Regions from separate parts of the Sus scrofa genome. Here regions 2 and 3 are each linked to region 1. Evidence: chromatin contacts called from public HiChIP or PLAC-seq and promoter capture Hi-C data. All regions are on one chromosome and are shown on one strand. Each heading gives the region's core, a stretch centred on a gene start, on an enhancer-like site or on the middle of the called end of the contact. The rest is flanking DNA. Distances are from core to core; before and after follow the strand shown.

Region 1 (3,257 bases), core at 21-2,520:
AGTGGAGCACATGGGCACCAAATCCACATCTAAGAGAACTCCAGGCCCGTGCACCTTCCTCTCTACAAACATTTCTCAGCTTTGGAATGACTGACACTTGGGGCCAGATCATCTTCTTTGGGGAGATGGCCTGTCCTGTGCATTGGAGGATGTTCCACTGCATCCCCAGGTCTCTCCACCCTTGATGCCTGGAGCATCCCTTCCGCCTCATCCCAAGTTGTGACAACCAACAATGTCTGCTAAATTTCACCTGGGGGACAAATCTGCTCCCTATTAAGTCTGACTGCTGACATCCCATGGGCAACCCCAGGGCATGCCGGCGCTAAGACTGCTGTCCCCTTCCAAGCTCCCAAGCTGGGGCAGTCTGCATCCTCCTGGGAATCGCCTTCTGGCGCCTTCTTGCTTTTGGTGCGGTTCCTGCTCCATCACTGCCATGCTGTCCCTCCACTGTTCAAATCCTACCCTTCCTTCCAGGAACCAGTCCAGGTCCCCTCACTGCAGGGAGTCCCCATGACGACGGGAGCCCCCAAGGAGCACCTTCTCAAAGTTAACAAGCCTTCTAATTGGTATCCCTACTTCCTCTTCGCCCTCTATGGTCTGGAGTTCACAGTTCAGCGGGAGGGATGGCTTCAGCACAGAAAACAGACCAGGCCCTCACTGGCCCAAGAGGAAGGCCTCCTACCCTCTGGCCTCTGCCCACATCTGCAACCTCATTCTTCCCTCCCCTCCTTTCTGCCACGCTGGCCCCTGGTCCAACACAAGCCTGTGTGCTTCCTTGCATGTGCTGTTCCCTCTGCCCAGTACACTCTTCCACCGACCTTTGCTTGGCTGAACCTCCAGGGGTGTGGGTAGGGGACCCTCCTAATCCTCGTGGCACCTCCCACTGCCTGACGTTTCCTCATTTGCCTACGTGATTACTGTTCATCTCCAACTCCCACCCCACGGCGGGATGCGGCCTCTCCAAGGGCAGGGCTGGCTCGGCGTGATGCCTGCCTGGGTCACGTCTCGGGTGCTCGGGAAATGCCGGGGGGTGGAGGGAGAGCGGAGCGCGCGCGGAGCCTCGGGCTCCTCCAAGACGGGGACACCGAGGCCCGGGAGGGGCAGGTCCCCGGTGGGCCCCAAGCTGTGGCACGCGTTGCCAGACTGGGACCCCGCTCCCAGTCCTGCCCGGGTCCCCCCTCCCACCGACCCCGGGAGCGCGCCGAAGGCCCGCCGCGCGCCCACTCACCTCGTAGCGGGCGCTTGGGATTCCTCCTCCCGGAAGTGCGAGGCCGAGCGCCGCCACCCGCCCGGGGAACTTCTGCCGGAAGCCGCCGAGGGCGGGGCGGGGCGGGGATGGGGGCGGGGCGGGGGCGGGGCCGAGGGCGCTCTGCGGAGACCCCGTGCAGCGCGCCCTCGCTCTGCTTCACGGGTTGCTCCCGGCGCCCCGCGCCGAGCAGGGTCTTGGGCTGTGGTTGTTTGTCTCCTGGGTTCCACCGGGGTCTCGGCCTGGAGCCCCGGTGCCTCCTGCAGACCCCTGCGCACCTCTGGCAGCCAGAAAACCGTCAGCTGCTTACAAATTAAGTATTTACTTTCTCCAAGCTAGTGCTGGGCAACCATGGAAACACTAAGCTCTCTCCTGGGCTTTTTCTTCTGGGAGCTCAAGCCAGCTGGGGAGTGATGTTAGGGGCTTTAAATATTAGGACTTAGAAGATCCATGAGAGGTAATAAATAATAAACATTAAACATTTTCTGAATGCCTGAACCTTTAAAGAATGATCTCAATTTCAGTGAGTCGGAGAGCATCCCAGACTGAGGAAATAAGGAGGCCAGAAGAAGACTGGAGCCTGGCTTGGAGCCCACTTGTTTATAAAAAAAACCATGGTTGGAAAAGTAACCAAGGGGCAGGTTGCAATGAGCCCAAAAATGCCAGTAGGGAGTTGGGATCCTCCTCATCTTGCAGGATGGATTAAAAGGCCGAGAGCATATGGAGAGAGGGAAACATTTGGAGGCTAGGGCAGGCTAGGGTTGCAGATTGAGGCCCAGTTTGGGACTTTTTGCCTCCTAGATCTGTAGCTCTAAGGCTGGCTGCAAACAGGAGTCCTTGCAATGGACTCAGCTGGGCTCCCTGGCCTCGCTGAACAGAAGGATGGAGGCCAGAGTGTCAAAGCAGTTCATTATGCAAGCCGCTGCTGCCCAGCCCCACCAGCTGGCATCACGCAGGCATTCGCTCATTCAGCACTTACCATCACCTACAATGGCACCCAGGCTCTGGGCTTTATTCAGCCCCCAAGGCTGCATGCACTTGCTGTGCCTTTTGAAAGTGCTGATTCTCAGCCTCTTCTCCCTCAGAGGCAGGATGCAGTATCTACATCACCGTCCTCATTCTAGCCTCCCAGCTACCAAGGCTGAGGTTTGGAGCTACGGCGTAAAACACCAGCTGGTAGGCTGGGCACCAAGCATCGGCAACACACAGGGTGAAGAACTTGCCTTTTCTGTAAGGCATGAGGACTGGAGCTGTTCCTGGCTGTGTCCCTGGCAGGAAGAAGAGGGAGGACATGTCCACGCGGGTGTAGAGTATGCCTTTTCCTGCTGTACCCGGCAGGCTTGAGCAGAAAGCACTTTGTCTTGGTGTGACAGTCTGTGGCATCATTAACCAGCAGGGGTGTGTGTGTGTACCCGCGTGCACGCAGGCATGAGCTTGGTGGGGGCAGAGTCCTTGAAGAGGAGGAAGGGACTCTTGGAAGGGACTCTTGACGGCTCCAGTTGGAGCTCGCTAACATCTCCCAGACACACTGCAATGAAGCCTTGTCAAGGTGAAAGCTCCCTTGGGCAGGGAGCAAGTACAGAGAAAGAGCTGTTAATAGGAACGAGTTTGTACATGAAAGAGTATTTATTGAAAACATGGTTACTGACAGGAAGCTCCCAGCCACTCAGGTTACAATCTTAGCCCACAACTGGAAGTGTTACCTTTTTGTTTTTTGGCCTCCCATTTTATTTTCCCTCCAACATTCCATCCTAGGATAGGTAGATCTTATATAAATATATATACACGTCTGTATAAGTATGGCCTATAGTAAAGAAAATATATAGTACCCTCTTCATTGGGCAGTACCCACCATGCCAGGCTACCAATACTGAATGCCCCTGTGTTTACACGTGGCCAAGGAGAGAGGCTGTGCGTGTGGTTTACAAGCGCTGCAGCACCAGGGAAGGCCCACTGGCACAGCTGTGGCCTTGCCTGGCCCCAGCCGGCTCCCTGAAATCAAAGCCAATGG
Region 2 (3,426 bases), core at 796-3,295, 370 kb before region 1:
CTTGTCTCCTGACGTATCCTCAGGGCCCAGCAGCAGCTGGGCACATGCTAGGTCCATTTCTGCTGAATCAAAATCCCTGGGCCCTAAAGTGAAGGCTATTGCTGTGTTGCTCTATAATGCAATGTCCTGAAAATGATCACCACCTTGCAGACACTGACCACGATAGTAGCTGATACTTAGCGACTGCTTACCATGCACTGACCACTGTGTTCACTGTTTAGCATGTATCGAGTCATTTAATCCTCAATAAAACCCTATTGAAGAAGGTATATTTCTTTTTTTAAATGTTTTTATTGCTATTTCCCCAGTACGATTTTTTCCCTACTGTACAGGAAGGTGACCCAGTTACACATACATGTATACATTCTTTTTTCTCACATTATCATGCCCCAACCATTAGTGACTAGACATAGTTCCCAGTGCTACACAGCAGGAGAAGAAGGTATATTTCTTCTTCCCACCCTACAGATGAGAAAACTGACAGCTGAAAGTTGGGTTGCCTGCCCAAGATTACAGAACTAGGAGGTGGAAGAACCGGGAGACTATTTTACAAGGTGTTTCCAAGAAAATGTGTGGTAGGAGCTTGCAACAGAGCACTCTCAGCAGCAGGCATTTCTGCTCCGTTTTACAGGAAGAAAACTGAGGCTCAAAGAGGTCTCCCAGTGAATCAGAGGTAGAGCCAAGACTTGAACTAGGTTTCACCTGCATCTCTAAGAGTGAGGAGAGTGGGTAGTGCAGGAGCTCAGCCCGCAGTCTAGATCTGAATCCTGGCTCTGTGCCTCAGTTTCTTTCTCTGTGAGATGTGGGAAAGACTGATATATGCCTTACAAGGTATGAGAGCCAAAAGAGAAAATTCAAGCCAGGGGCTTGGCACGGTGTCTGGCTCACAACAAACCATAAACAAATATTGGTTATAAGCAAGCCTTGCTGGCTTCCCCTTGGAAGCTGCTGCCTCCCCCCAACGCCGGCCATACCAGAGAGCTGCTACCGCGGTCCGAGCTCTGACCCACGCGGGAGTCGTCGGCCTCCGCCGGCCCCGGGGCGGCCGCCGCGTCGCTGCTGTCGGCCGACACGGCTTCCGAGGTGCCCACACCCAAGCCGCTCTCAGAGGGCTCTTCGGGCTGGCCAGGCCCAGGGGCCGCGTCGCTACTGCTCTCCACCTCGTTCTCTTCCATTGGTTCCGGGGGAGGCCTGACAGGAGGGCGCAGGATCTGGGGCCTTCACTCTGCGAGAAGCGGTGACGGGGGCTGGAACAGGTGGGCCTCCTCCTCGGCCCCGGCCATCGCGGCCCACCCAGCTGCACCCATGCGCCCATTTCGCAGATGCAGAGACCGAGTAGCCGGCGGGGCGGGGCTTTCTAGTGTACCGCGAGGGGAGCTTCGGGAAAACAGAACCAGGAAGCCTTGCTTCCCCGTCTCGGGCTCCTTCCCCATCCCCGGGAGGGTCGTCAATGGCGGGTAATCTTGACCCTTTTCTCCTCCCCTCCATGATTCCAGCAGAGTGGTTCACTCTACGGGGCCCGATCAGGCTCAGTGGTTCAGCCCTTTGGTCCCCCAAGTCCCCCCGGGGGAAGGGTCGGTGGTACAGCCCGCAGGCCCCCTGGGTCAGCAGCTTGCTCCCCCCCTCCCCTGGTTCGCGTGCGGAGGGGGCTGACAGCGACGGTCCCGGGGCCTGGAGACTCGGGGCTGTCCCCGGCGCTGCCTGCGCTCCAGGCCCGACGCCATCTTGTGGTGGCGCCGAGTTTCCGCTCAGGCAAGTCCGAGAGCAACTAAAGGGCCTGGGACCCCGGGGCCCTGTTCGGACAGCCCCGCCGGGCTCGGCACCTCGCTGCCGGGTATCCCCGCATTGTGGCCTCACTTCACGGAAGGGTGCAGTGGGGCGACCTGACTCTACCCGACGCTCACCTGACGCTTCCGTAACCGCGTTCCTCCCCGACTCCGGCATCGACGAGGTCGCCATCCTCTTTCCCCCGTTGCGGAGGGACCCATCGGTGTATTGCAGGCCGGAACTACTTCCTACGCCGGCCCGGAGAAAGACAGGCTTCCAGTGTGCTGGAAGGTGGTTCCGAGGCCTCAAAAGTATACTAGAGCCCTAAGAGAATGTAGAATTTTTTATAGCGCTTAGTACCGGTGGTGGAGTCAGCTATGGTTTGGGGACTACTTTCTCTCGCGGCGGATGAATACCTAGGAGTTGTGTGACGTCATCCCTGGGTCCCTTCCTTGGGCCGCAGGGCTGGGCGCGGCTAAGGCTGGCCCCACTTCCGGGGGCGTGACTCCCAGTGGCCTGTCCACGCCCTTCCCGGAACAGTCCGAATGGAGTGCGACTGGCTTGGCGGGAGGGAGGTATCTGTTATGCGTCCTTTCGCCTGGCTTTTAACCAATTACTTTGCATTCTCATCGTACCCAATCAAATCTTTCCCGATTAGGTTTGACGTGTCCTGGGAGGAGGGGAGCGTATAATCCTGGTTTTACAAATGGGGAAACTGAGGCCCCGAGATGGGAGGTGGCTGGTCCAAAGTCACATCAAGTATAGGGATTCTGAATGCAAACCCGAATGGCCAGAGTTGGAGAAATGGAGATGAGTGAGTGCCTGGCCCTTCTTGAGCTTTGGACACAGATTTGTTACATAATAGAGATGGAGGTCAAGCTACCTCCACAGCCCTTCTCTGCTCAATATATGTAGATGTATTTAGAAGTCTGCAGCTTTTCAGAAAGGTACGACTTTCCCCTTCTGATGCTTGAAATGCCACCTTTGGCAGTACCCTCTGTTTAAGCCTTTTTCGCATTTTGCTCAGGAGACTGGTTCTCCGGTTTGTCCCAGAGTCTTGTTGCATAAGTTGTTTTCATCAATTGAAAAATACAAATGGGGAAGGGGGCGGTGGGAGAAATCTAAACCCCTGCAAAGAAAACCTGCTTAAAAAGACAGGGTGTTTCAGCTATTATGGTTTGTTGTACTGAGTATGAGGGGGTTTCCCTGGTCTTTTCCTAGGAGCAGGTTTTGGTAGGAGGAAGACAGCATGAGGCCTCTGGATTGGCTCTGCCCACTCGCAACCACTACCCCCCATTCAGCAGTTCCAGGCTCCCAGAGCAGCCCTAGAGAGCTGGATAAACAAGGGCATGATAGCAGGTTGGTTTGCTCCCCACTAGGCAGTTTTTCCAATCTGATTCCTCAGTCCTACAGAGCCACCTCCAATCCCCATTCCACGCCACTGGGATGTATCCTGCCAAGCGACCTCCCTCAAGGACATCCGGGTACTGAGGAGTACCTCCACAGCACCTATTCCATTCCCAACCCAACGAAGGCACAGTCCTAACCTTGGCCTTTGCCACCAAATCATAAGGTTGCAGAATGTCATGATATAGAAAATAACCGCCTCATCAAGGAGCTCAAGACCAGAGAGTGAAAGCTCATGGCCTAAGGTCTTAA
Region 3 (3,265 bases), core at 557-3,056, 420 kb before region 1:
GGGGTGCACCTGGGTTGGGGATGGTGCTCACTTGAAGGTTCCTCCAAAGGCTGCGTGCATTCTGGAGACAGAGGCCTGGCAGGAGACGTTGGACACTTTGATCCGGCCAGTGGGATCCCGGGAGAGCTGCAGAGCCGTGTGGATGGAAACGCCCTCGGCGGATGCGTTGATATAGCCCCCATCATAGCTGCGGTGGCACCGGTGGCAGGGTGGGGTGGGGGTGTTAATATTCACTCCAGCTTGGCGCTTCACCAAGTCATCCCTGCCCTCCTCCTTGCCCCCTACATCATCACCCCTCTTAATAAGGCATTATTTACGTCTGCAGTTTATTAGACATTTTATGAAGCCCTGTCAATTCTCAGGAAGTGGGTATGATTGTCCCTATTTGTACAGATGAAGAAACTGAGGCTCAGCAAGGCCAAGGGCTTGTCCACAGCTCCACACCTCCCCCCACCCTTTTGATGCACCCTCCACTCCCCCGAGGGCACCAGGTCCTCACAAGAACCAGTAGAGAAGCTGCCTCCGGAAGCGAAGCCCCAAGGAGCCATTGTTGATTTGTAGCATCAGCTCCTGCTCTGGCTGGAAATGGAGCTCAGAGGATGTCAGCTGCAGCTCCGTGACCTTCACCCTGTGGGAGGCTCCAGGGTCAGCTTTAGGACCAAGAAAATGGGACCCCACCCAACCGTAGTTAATTCAATCCCTCCTTTTCTAGTCCAGGTGGAATGAATTCTTATATTGCCCCTCAAGAGCCCAGCCTGTACTTGGGTGGCTAAAACTTGGGCTAGGGTGGCTCTGAGACTAGCTTCTCTTGACCTAGGTGTTATTTTTATTTTGCTTTTTAGGGCCACACCCACAGCATGTGGAAGTTCCCAGGCTAGGGTTTGAATTGGACCCACGGCTACACTACAGCCACAACGCCAGATCCAAGCCGCATCTGTGACCTACACCGCAGCTCACGGCAACGGCAACGCCAGATCCCTGACCCACTAAGCAAGACTAGGGATGGAACCCGCATCCTCCTGGATAGTAGTCAGATTCGTTTCCGCTGAGCCCTGAGGGGAATGCCCATGATCTAGGTGTTAAAACAGTTTCATCCCATCTCAGAAATCGTGTTGAACTCCCTTCCCCCACGCTGGGATTGCGAGGCCTGGTCCCCACTATCCTAAACTACAGACCTATATCTCCTGTTCCTCTGACCTCTCCCATTAGCTCCACCTCGGAGCCCTGCTCCCCACTCTCATCCTTTGGCAAGTTTCTTGATGCTGCCTCTCTGATGCTCTTTGGCCAGCCTCAATTGCACAGGTTCGGCTTTGCTTTTCTGGGTCCCACCCTCATTCTCTAGGCCACGCCCATCTTCTTAGTCCCGCCTATGTAGGCGGGCTTGTCTTTATCTTTATCTTGGCCTCATCCTGTTTCTTAAGTCTATTTGGCTACGCCCCCATCCCACTCAGCCAGTCTCCCAAGACTCCGTAGGTATTTCTTAAGCCCCGCCCCCAGGGGCTCCCACTTACTCAGAGATGTTGTAGTAGAAGTGGCCTTCCCTGCCCCGCAGATCCGGAATGGTAATGGTCTCCAGCTCTTGCTCCAGAAAGCGCAGCCCCTCCTGCTTCACTGAAGCAGCAGTGAGACCCTTAGCTCCTGCATCGCTGCAGGGGCGACTCCACCCACGCCCGCCCCCCGCCCCCCTGGGCCTTACCCAGCTCCAGCGCCTTGGAGGTGATGCGGATTTTGCAGCCGGGGAGCTCCGCGTGAGCGCCCGCCAGCAGCACTAGGAAGAGGGCCCCTAAGAGGGCCATGGCGCGTGGGCCTGGAGGTGGGGTGGGGTAGAAGGGGTCATCCGGGCCACTAAAACCCCCTCTTCGGATGTCCAATCAGAAGAGGGGGGTGGCCCAGATCTGTAGGCTTGAGATAACTTTTTGGGGAACCTGCAGCCAATAACATTGCCCCCATTGGCATATGTGGAAACTGAGGCTCAGAGAGGACATGTGTCCTGCGCTCTGGCTTCCAGGGGATTTGGGGCACGGAGAAGAGGGAAGGGACATCCTCAGTTCCCTCGTGCAACGGTCATGTGAGGATTTGGGAGCTCCAGGGGACGAACCCCCGCCCGCAACAACAATCTCCCCTTTCCCTGTGCAGAGGGCGGGCTCGCTTGCTTGTTACTATGGTAATGGCTGCAGGAGCATTCCTGGGGGGTGGCTTGCGGTCTCCTAGGCCCCGAGCTCGAGCTCGGAGAAGTAGAGAGGGCAGCCCGCCCGACCTCAGGCTCCCGGGGCTCCCGGCTCCTCCAGGTCCTAAATCCCTGTCTTCGGGATTCTGATGCCACCCCCCCATCTCGGCGCCCCCCTTCAAGGGATCTCTTCCCTACCCCGGGTTCAGTAGACCACGCAGCTGGGCGAGGCTCTTGGGGTGGATGGGGACGCGCCCCAACTCACTCAGCAGTGGAGCTGGTGGTCGGCGCAGTCACGTGGGGAGGCGGGCAGCTCTGAGGATCCGGTCGGCGGGGTCTGGCGGGCAGCTCTGTTTCAGCCGCCTTTATAAAGCCGGGCCTCCCCGACCCCCCTCCTCTCTCCCGCTCTCCCCTCCTCCCTGGGGGTAGGGAGGAGATGGGGCGGGACGCTGGCAGCCGGGAGGGTGGAGAGGGCTGTAAGGAGCCCCGTGACAAGCCCGGCCGCTGTCAAGACAAGTGGGGGACCCAAACCGGCAGGAGCGAGGAGGGAACTGCTGAGGTCGGCCCGCCCAACCTCAGCAGTCCCTGCTTCACCGGGACCTGGGTTCAAATTCCATTTACACATCTCTTCCTGCATGAGCCTAGGCAAGTCACTTCACTTGGGTCCCTGAGCCTCAGTGTCCTCATCAAAATGTGGGTGGCAATGGGAACTACCTCTTAGGACAGGGCAAGCCACAAAGTCATCAGCCAAGGCAGATTTTCACCATCCCTGCCATCCACAACCCCCTGTAGACTCCTCCATGCCAGGCTTCAACACCAGATCCCTTCCCCCAGCCCCCATTTCTTTGTCACTACCTGGGACCTTAAGGGCCCCGACAGCTCTCCCACTGGGGGTTCAAGCAGGTGCCACCAGATCAGGAGGACATCACACAGGCTGCTGGAATCACCCTGAGGGAGGTTTGGCGTTTCCCCAGGGACTGCGGGTTTTTTGGTGAACCTTTGGCACTAGGTTCTCTGCACGTGTACTGCTTACAAGTGTTCCCAGCTCCAAGGGCAGGCGCAGCGTGGGTGCTCGCTCCCTTTTTGTTGTCAAATGTG

Evidence for each region. Promoter capture Hi-C pulls out the DNA fragments that hold promoters and counts their contacts. HiChIP or PLAC-seq counts read pairs in DNA pulled down with a chosen protein or histone mark.
Region 2: a contact with region 1 is called in a promoter capture Hi-C map of liver, with 5 times the contacts expected there. The contact joins the promoter of ZNF335 here to the promoter of SLC35C2 in region 1. A contact is called at or near these places in 1 of 5 promoter capture datasets (liver), 1 of 47 Hi-C or Micro-C datasets (embryonic fibroblasts) and 1 of 2 datasets of contacts at active chromatin or transcription factors (alveolar macrophages).
Region 3: an H3K27ac HiChIP or PLAC-seq map of alveolar macrophages shows a contact between it and region 1. The contact joins the promoter of PLTP here to the promoter of SLC35C2 in region 1. A contact is called at or near these places in 1 of 47 Hi-C or Micro-C datasets (liver) and 1 of 2 datasets of contacts at active chromatin or transcription factors (alveolar macrophages).

Annotation. Positions count from the first base shown.
Region 1 is chr17:48,523,842-48,527,098 of Sscrofa11.1, forward strand. SLC35C2 (solute carrier family 35, member C2) reads right to left here and starts at 1,271. Exons shown (of 10, transcript NM_001185159.1): 1 at 1,229-1,271. ELMO2 (engulfment and cell motility protein 2) reads right to left here. Exons shown (of 21, transcript XM_021078300.1): 21 at 2,858-3,257.
Region 2 is chr17:48,151,206-48,154,631 of Sscrofa11.1, forward strand. It overlaps ZNF335 (zinc finger protein 335), which reads right to left and starts at 2,046. Exons shown (of 27, transcript XM_021077367.1): 1 at 1,905-2,046; 2 at 975-1,225. The coding sequence starts at 1,175.
Region 3 is chr17:48,099,010-48,102,274 of Sscrofa11.1, forward strand. It overlaps PLTP (phospholipid transfer protein), which reads right to left and starts at 1,807. Exons shown (of 15, transcript NM_214283.1): 1 at 1,697-1,807; 2 at 1,512-1,611; 3 at 500-628; 4 at 32-187. The coding sequence starts at 1,796.